Linked DNA regions of Mus musculus: regions 1 and 3 are each linked to region 2. Evidence: chromatin contacts called from public HiChIP or PLAC-seq and promoter capture Hi-C data. All regions are on one chromosome and are shown on one strand. The core of a region is the stretch at or near the end of the contact, and the rest is flanking DNA. Distances in the headings are between cores, read along the strand shown.

Region 1 (4,467 bases), core at 1,832-4,331, 2.4 Mb before region 2:
CTCCATACCCCCCGTCAAGGACAGCCTTGTCCCTAGCTATCCTGCAGGCTCCCCCAGTGTAGCAGCTGCCTGCAGCCAGGCAGAGTGCATGGGCGGTAGCCAGGCTATTACCTCACCGCTGCCTGCCAACACTCCATCTCCGTCCTTCAGCAAGCTGCCACCTTCCAAGGCCAGCAAGTCATCCAAAGGCAAGGAGGGGGTGGAGATGGAGGCCCCTTCTCGAAAGCGGAAGTTATCCCCTGGCCCCACCACCTTCAAACGGACCTGCATCCTGGAGCCTGCTGGAAAGGGCAAACCCTCTAGCTGTCGGGGTCTCTCAACCAAGACTAAAACAGCCCTGAACTTGGGGCTTAATGGAACAGTGGGGCCACGAGTGAAACGGGCCGGTCCCCTGGACTGTCGGGGTTCCCCTCATCCATCCCCCATACCCGTCAAGGCTTCTCAGCTAGAAAACCGAGGAGTGGCCGGACACCCAGCTAAGGTCCTGCCAACCACCTGCCTCTCCGAGGAGGAGGTAGCCAAGAAGCGGAAAAACCTGGCCACTTACTGCCGGCCAGTCAAGGCCAAGCACTGTCAGGCTGGTGTCCCTCCTGATGGGACCTGCTCTGTGCGTCGCAAGAAGCCAGGTCCAGCCCTGCCCTTTGAGGAGAAGTGCTCTACACTGAAGGTACCAATCCAGCTTCCTGAAGACCATGGGCAGAGAGGGGTTGGGAGGGCTGAGGCTGGGGAGCACAGTAGGTACACGACATGGAGAAGGTGCTAAGGATGCTAAGGGGGGAAGAAAGGGGGAATTGAGAGAGCTCCTGGGCTACCTACTTTGGGGAGAGGTTGGTCAGTTCTTTCCAGGGTGACCCCAGCTCTTTCCTGAGGGACCTTTCCTATGCCCAGTCTTTTCCTTTGGGCCTAGGACATGCTGTCTCCTATCTTTGCTTTAATGAAAGGACCACTTCTTTTTGAACTGGCTGTGACCCTCCCTCGAGGACTTGGAGCTACTTTTCCTTACGGGGAAAGGCCCCAGCATGCAGAGTAGCTGGGTGGGTGGGCTGCTCTAGTTCTCTGGTTCTCCCACTGGCATTAGGACATTGAAAAGCAAGTCCACAACTTCAGGCCCACCAAGTCATTTCAGATTGCAGCAGGTTCTCCAGGTTCTGGCAAAGCTTGCAGCTAGGTTTATTTACCTTTCCTGTTGAAGCCTGCTTTGCTTTGACCCTGTGACCTCTCTAAGGAGGGACTTCTGGGAGGCTAGGCAGGGTAATATTCTTCTGGGTTAGGCATGGCTCAAGTGCTGCCAGCTCTCCTGGCACCTGTAAGGGAAACCTGATAGTAACTGACAGGCCTGCTTGTGTGTGTACAGGTGTGTGCATGTGTGTTCTCCAGCTTCATTACCCAGTCCTCTGTTAGGCTGCCATTCCTTTTCCCTTACTCGGTTGTATTTATTAGGCCAGCTGAAGGAATCCAAGGGTTAGCCCAGATGTTCAATGGGAAGGATAACAGGTAGGCCCCTAGCCTGACCCTGTCTCTTACCTCTTGTCTCCCTGCAGTCAAAAGCTCATTAACGAGAAAGTGCCTGCCCACTGCAACGGAGCCGCCAGCACCTCCTCCCCTCCAGATCTGGGCCCCAGGCTGCTGCCGCTTTTTATAACTTTATATTATTTTTTTTAAGAAAAAAAAAAAACTCTTTAAAATACCTCAAGACTGTCTCCCTGTTCTGTTGCTGCTAAGAAAATATAAAAACCAGAAACATAGAAAAGGATGGAAACTGATGTAGCCAAATGAGTGAGTGTCCTTACTCTCCGCAGCTCCAACCCGAGAGGCTGGGATGACAGGCAGTGTACACCCCAGCACACACACACTGCACACAGAAACCTGGAGCTGGCATCCCTGGGAATCTTCTCAGAGAGGATGATAAGGCATATGACGCTGAGTGAGCAGGCACCCCAGAGGCTTAAGAGCGACAACTATGGTTCCACTGGGAAAGAACTGAGAGGGAAGGGGTCTCACACCTGACGCCATCCTTGGGTTTTTGTCCTGAGGGTTTGTGGGAGTTAGCTTATGGCCCCTTTCTGGTTTTCTAGCTACTCTGGGCTTCCATCCCTCTACAAATGGCTGTTCTTGCCCTTCCCATGTCTTAAAACCAGCCTTAGTTCCTCAGCCATGCAGAGGTTGAGCTTGGCGATCACTGCTCTAGAAGTGCTGGACAGCTTTTTTTTTTTTTTTTTTTTTAATTATGGTGTCTGTGTGTGGGTATGCGCATGTGATGCCTGCGGAGGCGAGACGTGTGGGATCCCCCTGTAGCTAGTTACAGTCAGCTGTGAGCCCCCTGAGCAAGAGGAATATGCACTCTTAACCACAGAGCCATTTCCCTACCCACTGGACAGCTCATTCTGGTCTCTTCTGTGAGTTTGCCCTGAACGGAGTAAAGCTTCTCCCATATAGAACTCTTTAGGTTGGGTCATACCTTTTTGGAGGTAATAGTGTAGCAGAACTTGGGGTTGTGGAAAGCTCTGGTTCTACTGTGGCGGCAGCAAAGGCTGAAAGTGCCCCATGGATCTGGAATATTTTGAGGGGGCAGCGTGGGAGGGAGGGGATGGGGAGCAACTACGCCTGTAAGCAGGGATGATGAGATTGCTTCTTTTGGTTTTCATACCTGAAGTCATCAGATTAGATCACTAGGTTTTGGCTTTTCATTTATGTTAATACAGGGAGAAATCTTGTCTCTTGAACAAGCCAGAAATGTCTGAGAAGTAAGCAGTCCAGGGAATCCAGTACTTCTAGAAAGCTGCTCAGAACACTGGTTTCATGCTCTTGGGTCAGCGAATCAAGTGTGTGATTTGGGATTTCGCTGGTATCAGTTGCTACCGATGTAATTTTCGCAGACCTCTTGAGATACCCTTATAGACACAAAGATAGAATGAAGGTGGGTTGGGAGCTCGATTAGGTCAGTGGAGGTTTCCGGGAGCCGCCCTTTGGGGCCGAGGCGCTTCCCCCCCACTCTACAGAGGGCGCTGTGGGCACCTCCGCCACACGGCCCCGCAGCTTCCCCGGGGAGGAGCCTCTCCTGTAGCCGCCGCCGCCTCCGCGATAGCAAACCCGGAAGAAGCCTCTGGTAGCTGGATTGTGCCGGCCGGCCTGGCACTGCTATGCATTCCATGGAGGTAGGTCTGGTTCCCGCTCCAGCGAGGGAGCCGAGACTGACCCGCTGGCTGCGGAGAGGCAGTGGGATCTTGGCGCACCTGATAGCTTTGGGCTTCACCATCTTTCTGACTGTGCTGTCCCGGCCCGGAACCAGTGAGTGTGCGAGGCGAGGTGGGGCGGGGCCAAAGAAGGGGCGGAGCCTAGGCGCTGGAGGGGCCGCTTTGGGCGCACTGGGAGACTGGAAACCTGGACCCTCAGCTGAGGAGGGGCGGGTCCGGGAGTGGTTGTAAAAGCGTAGTAGGCGGGTTCCCGGAAGTCCAGGGAGGGTGGGGCTTGAAAAGACAGAACTGATACTTCCTTAGGAGGCCCTACATGGAAAAGCGTTAGAGGGTCCTGGGCAGGCTAAGGTACTCTAGGGACTGGGCTGCAGCAAGTGCAATCCCCAGGCCAAGGGGGTGTAAGGGCCCCTTGACTCCTCCCTTTGTGGTGAGCTCCTGATTCTTGTTTAGGTTTAAGATGATATGCTGACCTTGTGGCCCGGTCTTTGTCATTTACAAACCACGGGACAGTATCAGTGAAGCCCAGCCGTCAGCCTATTCTCTTTGATTCTTACTTAGGTCTTTTCTCCTGGCACCCTGTGTTCATGGCCTTGGCGGTGAGTTCGGATATTCTTAGATTAACTCTTGGGGAGACATTCAGTTTTTCAGCCTAAGGGTCAGAGAGATGGGTTTAAAGAGGGCTTCATCTTTCCCTAAAACCTATAGGATTGGGGAAAGTGGAGTAAAGTGTCAGGTGGCTGAGAAGGTCAGGGAAAGGGGGAACAGAAGATATTTCTCCTCTAGTGCCTAAAAGGAAGACGCAAGAAGGATGTTTATCAAGGCTTTGTCCTCAGAACTCAGTAGAAAGTTCTCAGTAGAATGTTTGCTGTTCTGTGGTCCAGAAAGGATGTGTGTGAGGCTGCAAGTCCTTAGCTTCCCCGTGTCCTTCTGAATGTGTGAGAAGACCTCCTTTTCCTTGCGCTCCATGTAGACTAGAGGCTCACTGGCCTTTCCTTATGATTACAGTTCTGTCTCTGCATGGCTGAAGCTATTCTACTCTTCTCACCTGAGCACTCCCTGTTCTTCTTCTGCTCTCGAAAAACCCGGATTCGACTCCACTGGGCAGGGCAGACCATGGCCATCCTCTGTGCTGTCCTAGGCTTGGGCTTCATCATTTCCAGCAAGATCCGAAGTGAGATGTCCCATTTGGTGTCCTGGCACAGCTGGATAGGAGCCTTGACACTGTTGGCCACTGGAGGACAGGCACTGTGTGGGCTCTGCCTCCTCTGTCCAC
Region 2 (4,841 bases), core at 951-3,450:
TAAGAGAGGATAAAAGGAAGCACACAGGCCAGATTTGATCTTATCCGTCAGTCCGCAGGCAACACCTACAGCACTGTGTAAACTGGAAAAAATAAACACAAGGAACAGGCAGGGCATGGATGCATGGATGCGTGGTGCGTGGGGCATGGAAAACTGACAAAAGACACCACTCCTAAGGGAGAACAGCTAGGAAAGTGCTCTTTCCTCAAGGCTGAAATTGTCCTACCAGGTACTCAGCCTGGTGGGCAAAATAAAGACTAGACTTTAGCTCTCACTTGTCCCCTTTGCTTTGCAGTGGGCTGTGCCCACCTCAGAATCACACTTACTTGCTCTGTGTCTGTGTCTTTGCTACAGAACAGTCTGTGACTCTCCTGTCCTTGTTCACATTTAAGGCCAACTGCTTCAGCACCGTGCTAGGACTTGTTGCTTCTTGGTTCCCATGGTTTCTCTAGGTGTCTCCTCTTGTCTCTGCACCGGAACTTTATTTTTCACTCTTAACACCACAAGGAAGTAACTCAGCTTTAAAATCCTGTCCCTGGATCCCCACACCATTCCCACTACTGACTGTTGCTAGGCTCAGCCAGCTCCTGGCTGTCTTCCTCGCCTCTCTTTCATTCTCTCAACACACCCCAATCAGACATTTCTCCATGTGATAACACTGGAAGGGTTTTCATTAAGCTTCTCAACAAACTTCAGGCCAAACTTGGTCAGTGGTTAAATTCCCAACTCTTGACTGAGGATGAGGCTCAGTGGCAGTTTGTCTAGCATGAACCAATCAGGGTGGCGGGGATGGGGACTGTGGGGTGGGGGTGAGGCAGAGATTGAGATTCAATTGTCTTCTTAGCTATTTCAGCAGTAGGCAAGGGAACTGACTGATCACTCCCTCTTTTCTAAAACAACTCCCTAACAACTTCCTTCCTTCCAAGGGGTTCCTCTAACCTGACTGTCAACTCTGCTTATCTTTAACCTCTAAGTTTCTCTTGGTCCTCTCTTCCAGTTACTCCCCATCCCTAAGAGAGTTTATGTAGACCGGAGGGTCAAATCATCTACATCCTGATGGATCTCAAATTTATATCTCAGACTCATCACCACTGAACTTTCTCCATCCCCCATAAAACTGAACTCTCAATTTCTTTGGTCCCAGCTTTGTTCTTACCCTATCTTCTCTCTTATTAAATGATATCAGTCAGCAGGCCCCCAACCTAAGATTCATTCCTAATTGTTTCGTTCGACCCTCTGCTTTCTCAAGTCTAAATCTATTAAAATAGGTTTAATAAAGCTAAAATAAACAAAATCTAAAATAAAATAACCACTCTTGGCCAATTGGACGAGAATAGCCACCTTAGACTTCCCCTGTGAACATTCGTGCTTCAGTTGGATATTTTACATACACAGTGAGACTCACTCCAGTTCCCGATGGGCCTGAAACTCATTGTGTAGTCCAGGCTAACCTCAAACTCGTGGCAATTCTGTTCCTGTTTTCAAAATGCTGGGATTCCAGGAGTAAACCACCACGCCCTGCATAAAGTTAACCTTTAAAAACATGAACTAGATATAGTTGTTTCTGGGCCCACCCTCTCCTCGGGGCTTCCTGTTGTCATTACAATGGCCCAAAGGCTCCACCGGGTCTGGTCGTTTGTCCAGATCTTGGCGCCTCAGTACTCTTTGGCCATAGACTCTACTTATCTATCCATCCTTTCGCTTGCATTTTGCTAGTTGTGAAATATGGAAGACACACCCCACCTCGGGGTTTGTGGCTGATTTCCTCTCAACCCAGGAAGGTATTCTTCTCATCCAGCCTCTTTTGGATAGGCTCGTTTCTTCATAGCACGAACAAAAGCATGCAAAGCCCTCCCTGGTGACCTGTGAATTTTGCTACTCTTTTTGTTGTTCGTGTTCCCTCTCCTGGGTCACGAGGATGAGAGCTCTATAAGTGACTTTCCCTATGTATGCCTAGGCATTGGGGACCTACTAGGCACTCAACTAACAGCTGTCCCATGGTTGCATCCCTTCAAAATTCTCTTTCTGATTTTTTTTTCCCTTCCTCATTTCAATGTTGGCCTTAACCACCTTCTCAAAGGCAAGGCCCCAGTTCCTGTTGGCACACTATGCCCCCCACCCTTTGAAGAACGGCTCCCTTAAATAGATTCCGGACACAGCGGGGAAGGCGGAGACCAGGGCGGGGGGGGCGGGGCCTGCGTGCTGCGTGCGTGCGCGTTCCGGAGGCGCCGCCGCCGCCGCTCCCGAGGCCGCTGCTCCTGCCGCCGCCGTGCAGAGCCCGAGCCCGAGCCGCGGCCGAGAGGAGGGAGGAGGAGGAGGTGGAGGAGGCGCCGGGCCGCGGGGTGAGTACGGGGTGCGAGTGAGGGGCGCGGACTGGCCGCACCTCGGTGGCCTATTCTTAACCGTCCGCGAGTCCGGGGCGGCGGCCGGGGGCCCGGCGGGCGGGAGGGGCCGCGGCTGAAGGCCGGAGCCAGCCACGCCCGCGGACCGAGGCGGCCCGGCGGGGCCTGCGGGACCGGCCGCGAGGGGCGGGCCGCGAGATGGGACGCGTGTCCGCGCCCGCTCGGCTGTCGTCCCCGCGGACGGAGAGGTGCGGTGCCCTCCGCGCGGCCTTTGCCCCGGCCGCCGAGCGCTGACACCTCTGTGTCCCACTCCGCCGCCAGCCCGGGTTCCCGCCCTCCCTGCCCTCTGTATTCTGCCGCTTGCCATGTGTTCGCCTTTGCAGCGTCGCTCTCGACTCTCTGATATCTGCTGCTACCCCTGAATTTTGTCAGGAAAGAGGCCACGGTGTGATTCCGGTCTTCCGCCCACCGAGGGCGTGTGAGGAGTGTGGGGTGGTGGGATTGTAGCTTGTCTCCTTACTCAGAAAGTTAAGGGCAGTGTCTTCTGCTGAGTTGTGTAATTGGCTGTTGTAAGGAGAAGAGCAAGGAAGGACAGTTGTGTCCCCCGCGTCCGCCCCCCCTCCTATCTGAGATTTCCTCACAGGATAGAAAACTAGAGTTGAGGGGACCTTTCATGCCTTGGAAAAAGAGCTACCGCTCAGAAACTGTGAGTGTATTGCCGTTGGGAAAGGAAAATCGTTTTGTCGCTGCTTTGAAGGAAGTACTGTGTAAGAAATGGAATAAAAGGGCAGGAGGTTAATGGGCCAAGCGGGACAGGTACCAACCGCTGTTGTCTGCTTCTTGGGTGGCTGAAGATACTGTTTTTATTAGAGTCAAAGTGTCGACTCTCAGAATTAACCAGGGGAGTTAGCCTTCAGAAGCGGGCGGTTAGAAGAGATGATGCTGGAAACAGGATTTGGAAACTTTCTTTGAGTTTCCTGTCAGAGTGTGTGGGGGTAGATATGCCTGTGAGTACTTTTTTCTTTTGATGTAATTGATTTCTGTAACACTTTGGTAGAGTAAGTACTAGATTAGGTCCCAGACTCTTTCCTGTCTTTATGCTCTTCTGTAACACTTTGTTTCAAAATTAAATTTACATTTTCGGATATTCTTTCTTAGTGTGACTCTTGTTTAGTTTAGTTCCTTGCTACTTCAGGTTCTGTTATGATTGTGTTCGTTAGCAAGGATTATACCTGTCCCAGCATTTGTCGAATGAGTTGAGTGGTCTGTTTACACATCTCTTATCTTTTTGAGAGAAATCTTTATGTTAAATGTTGCATTCCGCTTCCATTATAAAAAATGTCATTCTTAACCATTTCTAGAACATGGTGATGCATATGAACTCTTCCTTTGCCCAGGAAAAACAAAACAGACATTTATCCCCAGAATGTTGTATTCAGCTTCTGGTCTCCTCTAAAGCCACCCATAGACACCGATCTTAAAAGTGAACAGAGATCTCGATGTTATTCAGTTTCATATTAAAACTTTGCAAAAGTGCACACTTTTTGTGGCCTCAGGTGTGATCGTGCTTTCACCCTAAATTCTGAGGATTTTGGAACAAGGTTTAAAATTGATTTCAGTTTTATGAGGAAAAGTTCTCAGGAACCTCTCTCCCCTCCCCCCAATCTCCTGTGGCTCAGTGGTGTCACTGAGGAAGACCTTGAACCACCAACTCTCTTGCCTCGACCTCCAGAGTGCTTGGATCAGTATAGACTTCCCTGGTTTATGTGGTGTTGGGATGAAACCCAGCTTCATGCAGGGAACTTTTAGCAGTCATTTTGTTTGTAGTGTTGAGGAGCTAATCCAGAGCCTCAAGCAGGGTTGGCAAGCACTTTGCCCCTGAGCTATATCCCCGGCTCTAACCAGTAGCCATTTTTAACCAATACTCCCTAGTATATTTTGACCCCTCTAAACTCATAATCATGACTAATCAGACTTTTGTATAATCTATGTTTTAGTAATATGAGCATTTGAAAATCAAATAATTTCTTTTTTTTCCTCTTCCAAGCTTGTTCATATGTGTGGTCTTCATGTAGTCAGTTGTGAAAATATGCAACATTCAGGAAGTACTTAATTGAATGTCTGCTGTGTGGATAAGGAGTTCTTGCTGTCATCCCTTCAGCAGGAGGGACAAGACCCTAGCCAAGTAAATGTAGTGTCAGGTGTTAGAGCTGTGTGGAAGGGTGAGGACTGGTGAGGGGCTAGAGAATACTGTCAGGGAAGACCTGAAGGAAGTGAGGAGGGCTGTGTGCTTCCTCAGATGCAAAAAGATGACAGGAAGAGCGAGCGGCCTGCTAGGGCAAAGACCCTCCAGTATATGTGACCCTTTGAGAACAGCTAGGAGGGCAGTGTGGTGTAAGAACAGTAAGCAGGGAGAGAAGAGGGCTTGAGATTAGAGAAGTAAGGGGGGCTCTTACACTCAGTACTGGGACGTTTGCATTTTACACTGACTGACATGGG
Region 3 (4,266 bases), core at 1,235-3,734, 2.2 Mb before region 2:
AATTGAGAGTTTGGACGGGTATAGTAGCCTGGGCTGGCATTTGTGTTCTCTTAGTGTCTGTATAACATCTGTCCAGGCTCTTCTGGCTTTCATAATCTCTGGTGAAAAGTCTGGTGTAATTCTGATAGGCCTTCCTTTATATGTTACTTGACCTTTCTCCCTTACTGCTTTTAATATTCTATCTTTATTTAGTGCATTTGTTGTTCTGATTATTATGTGTTGGGAGGAATTTCTTTTCTGGTCCAGTCTATTTGGAGTTCTGTAGGCTTCTTGTATGATCATGGGCATCTCTTTTTTTATGTTTGGGAAGTTTTCTTCTATTATTTTGTTGAAGATATTAGCTGGCCCTTTAAGTTGAAAATCTTCATTCTCATCAATTCCTATTATCCGTAGGTTTGGTCTTCTCATTGTGTCCTGCATTACCTGGATGTTTTGAGTTAGGATCCTTTTGCATTTTGTATTTTCTTTGACTGTTGTGTCGATGTTCTCTACGGAATCTTCTGCACCTGAGATTCTCTCTTCCATTTCTTGTATTCTGTTGCTGATGCTCACATCTATGGTTCCAGATCTCTTTCCTAGGGTTTCTATCTCCAGTGTTGCCTCGCTTTGGGTTTTCTTTATTGTGTCTACTTCCCCTTTTAGTTCTAGTATGGTTTTGTTCATTTCCATCACCTGTTTGGATGTGTTTTCCTGTTTTTCTTTAATGATTTCTACCTGTTTGGCTGTGTTTTCCTGCTTTTCTTTAAGGGCCTGTAACTCTTTAGCAGTGCTCTCCTGTAATTCTTTAAGTGACTTATGAAAGTCCTTCTTGATGTCCTCTATCATCATCATGAGAAATGTTTTAAAATCTGGGTCTAGATTTTCGGTTGTGTTGGGGTGCCCAGGACTAGGTGGGGTGGGAGTGCTGCGTTCTGATGATGGTGAGTGGTCTTGATTTCTGTTAGTAGGATTCTTATGTTTGCCTTTCGCCATCTGGTAATCTCTGAAGCTAGCTGTTTTAGTTGTCACTGTTAAGAGCTTGTTCTTCAGGTGACTCTGTTAGCCTCTATAAGCAGACCTGGAGGGTAGCACTCTCCTTAGTTTCAGTGGGCAGAGTATTCTCTGCAGGCAAGCTCTCTTCTTGCAGGGCAGGTACCCAGATATCTGGTGTTCGAACCAGACTCCTGGCAGAAGTTGTGTTCCACTCACCAGAGGTCTTAGGATCCCGTGGGGAGTCCCGTGTGGGCCCTTGCGGGTGTTGGGCAAGACTCTGCTGGCCTAAACTTCAAGTCTTACATTAAGGCCATTGATTTATTTGTATCCCTTCCTGTCTGCCCCCCACCCCGGGATGAGAAATAGGAATCTCACTTCTATTATTATTTTTGTTTTTTTGAGTACATTGTAGCTGTCTTCAGACATACCAGAAGAGGGCATTGGATCCCATTACAGATGGTTGTGAGCCACCACATGGTTGCTGGGACTTGAACTCAGGACCTCTGGAAGAGCAATTAGTGCTCTTAACTGTTGAGCCATCTCTCCAGTCCCTCACTTCTAGTTTCTCTGTGTGTGGATATCTAGTTTTATTTTTTCCCCTTTTTTATAGAGTGACTAGTAATCCATGGTGCACGTGGACTGCACTTTCATCGTACATTTGTCAGAGAATGGGTTCTTAGATGCCATCTATTTTTTAGCTCAGGTAAATTGTGTTCCCCTGTCATTCTAATTTCATTTCCTGTGGATGTATATCGAGTATTGCTGGATCACGTGGTAGCTCTAGTTTTGTCTTTTCGAGGAACACCAGGTTGTTTTCCCTAACGGTTGTGACAGTTGATACTCTTACCTGCAGTGTCGAATGTTCTCTCCTGCCCACAGTCTCACCAGCCCCCATGTGCGAATGGCAGTTCTTTCTGGGGAAGGTGTATCACACTGTGGTTTGCTTTACATCTTTCCAGTGCCCAGTGATCCTGAATATCTGTACTGCATCCACTGGTCGTACCTGTATGTGGCTCTGTTGCCCAGCTTAGCAGAGTCCTGCATGCCCTCTGCTGTCTATGATAAGCTATAGACCACAGAGACATTAATCTCTCAGGCTTGAGGTGTCCTGTTTTGTCCTGGCTCAGCCACCAGGAGCCACCCAGAACCCAGGAAGGGAGTTGATAATGAAGAAGGGACAATGTCAGGAAGATAATAACAGGGTTCCACTTTGACCATCAAGAATGTCCCTAGCTGCACAACTGTTCTCCATGGAAACAGCACGCTAGAGCAAGAAGAGGGAGTTGCTGACACAGGTGCTAGCCCATTCCCATCTTTTATTTCTGACTGCTTAGACTGGTTCCTGAGATTAGCTATATCTTGCCCTGCCCCTGGATCCCTGGCTCCTTCCTTCAACTGGAATGTCTGAAATTTGAGACACTGTAGGCCAATGGTCCAATAGAAAGCCATATCCAGGTCCCGCCTCTTCCTTGCCTAAGACATTATCAGGAAGCTCAGACTAGCAAGGCCCGGGTTGGTCTGCTCTGGACACCAGCACTATGCCTATGACACTAGGTTACTGGGACATCCGTGGGGTGAGTGAGAACGCTTCTGCTGGGTGGGACAGGGGTGGGGTGGGGAGTAGCTAGGGAACTGATTTCCAGGAGATAGACTGAGTTCAGAAGTTGTTGGAAGTTCAAACACGAGAGCTTGTGCTTATGTGGTATGTGTGTGTGAGCTTGTGGGGAGACAGTTACGTGTAAGATGTAGGCTCACCAAGAATCAGCAGAGTCAGACTGTCAGGGTTTTGCAATCTGTGACTTGTCATATGTCATCTTTCCAGCTGGCTCACGCCATCCGCCTGCTCCTGGAATACACAGACACAAGCTATGAGGACAAGAAATACACCATGGGGGACGGTGATTACACCCTGTTTCTCAGGCCCCTGCTCCCCTGCTAACTGGTGCCTAGAGACACTGCTCTGACACCCTGTTGCTCAGCTCTACAGAGCTCCTGGAGTTGGATTTAGAAACTGTCTCTTCCAGATACTGTTTTGAATTTGGGGGGCTGGGTTCTCTTTTCAACTAATTGGCTTATTCAAACCTTTTGAAAATCTTAGTGATATACAGTCCACAGTCCTCAGAAGCATTGTCTACTCTTGGGTGAGGCTGCAGATCTTCTTGGGGGTGTTCTCATACCTGACTCCTTCCCTAGAGAAGGAAGCTGGGATACTGGCATGATTTCTTTTCACATCCTCTTGTCCACCACAGCTCCTGACTATGACCGAAGCCAGTGGCTGAGTGAGAAGTTCAAGCTGGGCCTGGACTTTCCCAATGTAGGTGGAGGAGGAAAGGAGGTTTGGGGAAGACACACTGTTCTCACCTCATCTCCTGGCCTGGCTGAGGGTTGGGGGTCAGTGTTTCTGCTCTCCTGCTCCATCCCTGTTGGCTGCACAGTGTTTCTGTGATGGGCTGTGTCCCAGCTCTCCCATTCAGTGCACACTGTGCCCATGGAGGGCTTCCCATGGCAGGCAGGCTGAGTGTCAGGCCCTGTGTCTGCTCTCACCCAGAGAAAGGATTCAGGTGCCCCATATCCCACCTGACCCTCCCTGCTTGTCCATCCAGCTGCCCTACTTGATTGATGGATCACACAAGATCACCCAGAGCAATGCCATCCTGCGCTACCTTGCCCGAAAGCACAACCTGTGTGAGTGGGGCTGGCTGCAGGGTGGAGGATAGTAGTCATTTTCTAGGCTTATCTGGAGTGGGATGCTGAGGGTGAGTCTGGCCTGTGTGTGCTGCAGGTGGAGAGACAGAGGAGGAGAGGATTCGTGTGGACATTTTGGAGAACCAGGCTATGGACACCCGCATACAGTTGGCCATGGTTTGCTACAGCCCTGACTTTGTGAGTTGGAGCTGGCCCCACACTCTTGCCCTTGCATCTGCTCTGGCCCTGTTTGCCACCAGAGCCTCTCAGTGCTGCTCATGGCACAGTGTTTGAAATTGCCAACAGAGTAACCTCAAAGCTTAGTTTGCCAAATGAAAACTTCCAGTCATTGGCCTAAGGTCCAGTCCAGACTCTCGACAGTGACACTTTAGTCCCTGATAGGACAGACAGAGTTCGATCCCTCCAGGTCTAAGTGCTGGTTCTGTCCTGAGTCATGTCTTTCTGTTGTCCTGGAGTCTTGCCATGTCTGCAGATTGCACACTCATGGGAAGAAGACACTGAGGATAGGGGACACTCTCCTCCTAAATGGCTTCCCAGAGCTGTGTCCTTGACACACTCAGAGATAAGCAGATGTCCCCAATAGGCAAC

What was found. Promoter capture Hi-C pulls out the DNA fragments that hold promoters and counts their contacts. HiChIP or PLAC-seq counts read pairs in DNA pulled down with a chosen protein or histone mark.
Region 1: a promoter capture Hi-C map of pre-B cells shows a contact between it and region 2, with 6 times the contacts expected there. The contact joins the promoter of Cyb561d1 here to the promoter of Rap1a in region 2. A contact is called at or near these places in 3 of 39 promoter capture datasets (hematopoietic stem and progenitor cells, liver and pre-B cells), 1 of 484 Hi-C or Micro-C datasets (regulatory T cells) and 1 of 9 other capture datasets (adipose tissue).
Region 3: a contact with region 2 is called in an H3K27ac HiChIP or PLAC-seq map of embryonic stem cells, with 5 read pairs. The contact joins the promoter of Gstm2 here to the promoter of Rap1a in region 2. A contact is called at or near these places in 1 of 39 promoter capture datasets (liver) and 1 of 115 datasets of contacts at active chromatin or transcription factors (embryonic stem cells).

The regions. Positions count from the first base shown.
Region 1 is chr3:108,199,448-108,203,914 of GRCm38.p6, reverse strand. It overlaps Cyb561d1 (cytochrome b-561 domain containing 1), which reads left to right and starts at 3,081. Exons shown (of 3, transcript NM_001081320.2): 1 at 3,081-3,288; 2 at 3,753-3,790; 3 at 4,200-4,467. The coding sequence starts at 3,141. Atxn7l2 (ataxin 7-like 2) reads left to right here. Exons shown (of 11, transcript NM_001289545.1): 10 at 1-667; 11 at 1,542-1,687. The coding sequence ends at 1,556.
Region 2 is chr3:105,798,740-105,803,580 of GRCm38.p6, reverse strand. Rap1a (RAS-related protein 1a) reads left to right here and starts at 2,200. Exons shown (of 8, transcript NM_145541.5): 1 at 2,200-2,342.
Region 3 is chr3:107,984,638-107,988,903 of GRCm38.p6, reverse strand. Gstm2 (glutathione S-transferase, mu 2) reads left to right here and starts at 2,484. Exons shown (of 8, transcript NM_008183.4): 1 at 2,484-2,546; 2 at 2,795-2,870; 3 at 3,222-3,286; 4 at 3,576-3,657; 5 at 3,755-3,855. The coding sequence starts at 2,511.